Regions from separate parts of the Mus musculus genome. Here region 1 is linked to region 2. Evidence: chromatin contacts called from public HiChIP or PLAC-seq data. All regions are on one chromosome and are shown on one strand. The core of a region is the stretch at or near the end of the contact, and the rest is flanking DNA. Distances in the headings are between cores, read along the strand shown.

The links. HiChIP or PLAC-seq counts read pairs in DNA pulled down with a chosen protein or histone mark.
Region 1: a contact with region 2 is called in an H3K27ac HiChIP or PLAC-seq map of embryonic stem cells, with 4 times the contacts expected there. The contact joins the promoter of Rpia here to the enhancer-like site in region 2. A contact is called at or near these places in 3 of 39 promoter capture datasets (embryonic stem cells, pre-B cells and stem cell-derived epiblast-like cells) and 5 of 115 datasets of contacts at active chromatin or transcription factors (embryonic stem cells and large pre-B cells).

What each region holds. Positions count from the first base shown.
Region 1 is chr6:70,790,849-70,793,563 of GRCm38.p6, reverse strand. It overlaps Rpia (ribose 5-phosphate isomerase A), which reads left to right and starts at 1,389. Exons shown (of 9, transcript NM_009075.2): 1 at 1,389-1,678. The coding sequence starts at 1,415.
Region 2 is chr6:70,102,731-70,105,754 of GRCm38.p6, reverse strand. It overlaps Igk. Among named protein-coding and RNA genes, the nearest start is that of Gm46962, 120 kb to the left of the region's middle. Within about 2 kb of position 1,759, at least 23 of the 459 cell types and tissues checked have an H3K27ac peak or open chromatin away from gene starts, as enhancers often do. A contact at or near this core is called in embryonic stem cells and stem cell-derived epiblast-like cells, where this site is marked.

The DNA of each region.
Region 1 (2,715 bases), core at 140-2,639, 690 kb before region 2:
AATTCTACGATACTACCCTTGTATGGATGTGGTCTCCTCAAGAGGGAGTCTCATGTAAGTGTCCAATCAATAGCGGCACACCTGATTATGGTGGGTCCTGAAGTTACATTTGTAATGGTGGCTGAAGAATTTTCTTCTTCTTTTTTTTTTTTTTTTTGGTAAAGGAGACTATCGAGTGGTTTCTGAGTGCCTTGGGCAGGATTACAGTCTGATAAAGATAAAACTCAGGTTATAAAAGTTGCAAAAAAGCATTGTGACCGGTCTTTATTGTTCCTAAGGGTTCCTGGAACATTCTAGCTCTTGGGGGTTGCTGGCACATGCCTTTTGCAGGCACACACCGTTAACCTCTGCTCTGGGGAAGGAAAGTCAGGCTGATCTCGGTGAGTTCAAGGGCATCTTGGTCTACAGAGTTCCTGGACAGCCATGGTTGCAAAGAGAGATCCTGTCTCAAAACACACAAACAAAACAACAAAAAGGACTTCCAGACCTATTTGGTGATGTAATCCCATATCAGGAAAAATGCTCCAAGTTCCAGGCCAGCCTGGACTGAACTCTACAGTGAGTTCAGGCCACTGGGACTGCTGAATGAGACCAAGAACTTGCAGCAAACTAAAGGCAGAAAAGGGGAAGCCCGATAAGGTACACTGGCCTGTGCGCTCGTGACCGGGCTCCATTTAGACACCCTGCATCCAATACCAAGAGCAGAACAATGTCCAAGGCGGGAGTTACTGATTGAACTTGTAACCTTGGGTTTGTGAAGGTCTAGCACAGACATCAGAAGACCTGGGAGTCCCAAGTGTGTCATCAATGAGTGACTCTAGAGCACTGTAAGAAGATGGCTCTGCCGGTAAAGTACTGACTGACACTACCAAGACGGTCAGATAACGGACTTCTGCAAGTTGTTCTTTGGCCTCCACAAGCACAACCTAAATAATACAATGTAATTAAAAGATTTTTTTTAAAAAAAGGCCGTTGTGTTGGTAGAACCACTTGCCTGAGGATTCGCTTACAACACAGCAACGTTCTCATTTGCTGGGCAAACAAGGTCAGGTTTTTAATAGTGTCTCTCTCTTTTTCTAGAATACGCGTACAGCCGGAAAGGTTCTTGGAGTTCACCTAAAGGTGTAAACACTTGACCCCAAGGTAGGGAGTTATTAGCTTCCTAGACAGCAGTTACCCGGACCTTCCGGACAGAAAGTCTGGAGTCAAGGCGGGCGATTTGCACACTAGGGTCGATCGTATTGTGGGACTTGTAGTCCCGAATGCAGAAGGGCCTAGGAACCACTGTCGCCGTAGGACTACATTTCCCAGCAACACGCATTTAGTAATACGCGCGGGGCAGGTTGCGCAAGCGAGCGGGTTTCCGGAGGAGTTGGGGGTGGGGCGGCCGGAGAGGCTGGAGCGAGGCGGCGGGATGCAGCGCCCCGGGCCCTTCAGCACCCTCTACGGGCGGGTCCTGGCCCCACTGCCCGGGCGGGCCGGGGGCGCGGCCTCGGGCGGGGGCGGGAACAACTGGGGCCTCTCGGGTTCCCACGTGCAGTTGCCGGGGCGTGCACATTCGGAGACCCGCGGCGACAAGGGAGGCTCGAGCGCGGGCGGCCCGGCCCCCTCCACGATGTCCAAGGCCGAGGAGGCTAAGAAGCTGGCGAGCCACACGGCGGTGGAGAACCACGTGAAGGTGGGCAGCTGGTGACGGCGTGATGGCTTCGTGCTGCGCGCCCAGGGCACTGCCAGGGTGCGCCTGACTCCTGAAAGGGCGAGGGTTGCGAGAGAGGGGAGAGGATGAGCCTTGTACCCGAATTCGCGCTGTTCTTCCCAACCCTTGAAAGGCCTTCTAGACCCCGAATGGGTGGGTGTCAACTCTTCCCCCAACTGGAGCCTTTTCTACAAAGATTCCCTGTCCGGCTGGAACTGGGTGCACAGTAGAGCCTGGCTGTGCTCTGTTTTAGAGTCTTGTCAGGCTGTTAATGCGTGCCTCCTAATCAGCCCATTGAAAATGGTGAGCCCCGAGGCTGCTGTTCTTCACTTCTCACTTACCGCGAAGCCAGCGGAGGGCTGTTTTGCAAAGTGTTTTGAAATTTTACTCCAAACAGGCTTTTCAGCTCCTCCCGCTGAGGAGCTAGAGTGCTGTCTTTACAAAGAAGCCATCAGGTTACTGTTGACAGGGCCGGGTGGCCAGACATCTGGAGGTGCTGCTTTTTAGGAGGGGTCCAGATGTTTTGAAGTTAGTAAGGCTGTGTCCACATTTGTTAAGTGGCTGGTGTGGTGCTCTGAGTGGACTCTTAGTGTAGGTGGGTTTGCTATCCCGTATGTAGCAGGTTAATTATCTTAATTGTATTACTTCTGTTGCCCTGTGGTGAAGTTTCCTGGTCTTGTTTTCTATTTCTTAGATCGCGTTATCAGAATCCGTATCTTCGTTAAAGGGAATTCTTTTCACTTGTTAAAGCTATGCTGCCCAAAGTTACTTTGCAAAGACACTGTTCTTAGAGCTTTATCTTCCTGCCTAGGGTGAGGGTGGCCTGAGTGGGCGGGGCCGGGTCTGATAACCTCAGGCTTGCCTGTTCTATAGAAGAACACCATTTTTGTTTCAGGCAGGGCTCTTATGCCCTTCTGTTCTAGGGTAGCTTTTTGCTCATCTAGTTAGCATAGGATTTTATACTTGAATTAAGAGGTGTGAGGTATGAATATGAATTTAAAATGTGTAATTTGGCTCTG
Region 2 (3,024 bases), core at 510-3,009:
CATGCCTGAAACACTCATGAAAACATTAGCAGACCCCAGCAAAAAGAATATGTTCAATGTCTTTTGGTATAAAAAATTTTAAGAAGTAGCTCAGTATTATCTTTCTGTTCCTTCTGTAACACAACCTCTTTTCTTTTAATATGAGAGATTTATTGTTTTTATCGTTGTGGAGTTCTGTAATTCAACATAAAACTCTATGGGCTCATGTGAATTTGTTGGCAAACAACTCTATACTTTGGAGGTTTTAGGAATAATGTTTCTTGCTTTGCCTAACCTCTAGAGTACTTTCCTACTTCATTATGGGTATACACTTCTTTTTCTTTTTTCCTTTTCCATAAATTCTTTCACTTTTTATTACATTTTGGTTAATTACATTTTTGCATTTAATTACATTTTTTGCGTGTTCACGTGTATAGGTACACAATTATCATGGCACGTTTGTGGAGTTTAGAGGACAACCTGGACTTGATTTTCCTCTTGTGCCATATAGATAATTGAGATCAAACTCAGGTCCAATGTCAGTGCTATGTTGTAAGAGTTTATGCACTCTGAGAAATTTTGCTGTTTCTTAAGTTTCTTTACTAATATATAGTAATTGTATACAAATGTCGTAAAAGAGCTTGTGTCTCTAGTTGCATATGTACTGGTTAGTTCATGTTGTTGTTCCTCCTATAGGGCTGCAGACCCTTTTAGCTCCTTGGGTACTTTCTCTAGCTTCTCCATTAGGGGCCCTGTGTTCCATCCAATAGCTGACTGTGAGCATCCACTTCTGTGTTTGCCAGGCACTGGCATAGCCTCATATGAGACAGCTATACCAGGGTCCCTACATTCAAATACAGTTCTTAGTCCCTGTGGTCAAATTTGTAACTAAGGCCCCCATAAAGAGAAGAATTTCAAAGGTGAGTCACAGCTACTTTATTCCTGTGGAATTTGGAGCTGCGTGAGAAACTACCTCAGTCTCTGGGTATTTAGCAATAAGTGGAGTTTACAGAACATAGTGCAAGCAGGTAATCATTTCATAACAGTCTTACAATTCTGAGAAGGGGGCAAGGGCTAGGGGCTTATGTTCTACAAAGGTAGAATTGGTGTCTAGCACAAAATGGAGTTTTTCATACCCATCACATAAGATGGGGCAAGAATAGTGCATTTGTGTGACAAAGAACACACATATACACACACACACATGCACACACACACACACACACACACACACACATGCTGCAGACCCTCTGGGTCCCTTTGTCTGCATGGAACGGGTCTCTGGGGCAGATGGACAAGGAGTCGGTGAGTGACAGACAGATCAATACGCGAGATTGTGTAGGATCTGAATGTATTGTCACAAAGTGAACAACAGTCTTATACAGTACAGAAAATACAAGGGATCAGAAGTCACAGCAGGCAAGGTACATTGAAGTTGCCTGACACAAAACAAAGGAATGACTTCAAAAGGATTTACAGGAACCAGGTAAATGTTTACAGTAAAGATAAAGCAGTCTTACCTAGGGTCAGCTTAGGCCTTGCTAAATTCTTATATGAGTATAACTTTTAAGTATCTGGAGAATCTCCATTTGTCAGAAGAATTTACCAACTTGCTTCTAATATGCAATGCAGCCTGTACTGAAGATTTCTAATTCAGTGGGATTCCCTGGCTTTTTCATAGTATTCCCTTGTTTGGGTGCGATTTGCTACTGTCCTTAATAGACCAGCTCTGAGCTATTGACTCCGTCTTTTGTAATGCTTAATTAGTAACTGAATAGGTAAACTTCCTTACTGCATTCTTACAGGATTCTAAGTTCGGCTTCTGGGACCATGGAACACTGGGGAGACTTAACTATAACAGAATTTTTCCATACACCAGACTAACTCGGGAATATGGTATGAGTATGTGGGTAAATGAGAACACCAAAGCTCCAGGAGGTGAGTTTCCTTGAAACTCTTTTCCTAGTTGAGTGCTTTACAGACTTTTTCAGCCTGTCAAGCAGACTTGACCGGAGAGAGAGCAACACACACACACACACACACACACACACACACAGAGAGAGAGAGAGAGAGAGAGAGAGAGAGAGAGAGAGAGAGAGAGAGAGAGAGAGAGAAAGAGAGAGAGAGAGAGAGAGGAAGAGAGAGAGGGAGGGAGGGAGAGAGAGAGAGAGAGCAAACAAAAAGCAAAAGTAAAGTTACAAGAGTCACAAGGAATACCTGGTAATTGTTAACTCTCAAGACAGTTTCTAAGAGCCCCTAACAATAGCACATTTGCATTGCAGGTTCCGGTAATGGTCAGGGTGACTTTCTTTGAATTAACACTCTTTGAACACAGGAAGTGGGTGGGTGGAGGAATGTGGCTATCTGTTTTATGATTAGCATACCTTGGAGCACTGAGTTTACTACTCTTTCAACAGCAGGCATGAGCTGCAGTATGAGAACTCATAAATGAAAGGGAAACTTAAAACCAATTAAATGCCAAAATTTCAATGATTAGGAGACCAATGTATGAAAAACAGCAGTGACCACAGAGGATGTTTCCAACACCATCACCCCTCACCTGGAACCCAGAGCAGCAGTACCCACAGCAGAAGAGCTGACCCCATCTCTGAGAGCTGGACTTGAGGATGCTTCTCAGGCAGTGGCCATCTGCTTTAAAAGATGTCCTATGGAATTTGCACTGTGGCTAATTTCTTAATATGCAAATCAGCTCAGGAAGCTGGGTTATTGTTCATAGGGACACCTGCTCTTGAGTTACCCTTATAGTAGTTAGTATTAGCAAAGAATTCCCTAGAGTATTTTGAGACAGACTACATATTAGCTGGGCTTCTTTGTTGCGCGCGCTCAACAGGCCAGGAAGAACGACGCTGCTACAGGATCCTTCTGCACACGTTTATTCAGTCCTGATTCTTCTTGTTTATAACTCCCTTGTTTATATCTCCCTTGTTTATATATCTCCCTTGTTTTTATATCTCCCCCGAACCCTGGGCCTCTCACTCCTTTTATACTCTCTCTCATCCACGCACCGCAGGCCACGCCACCTCA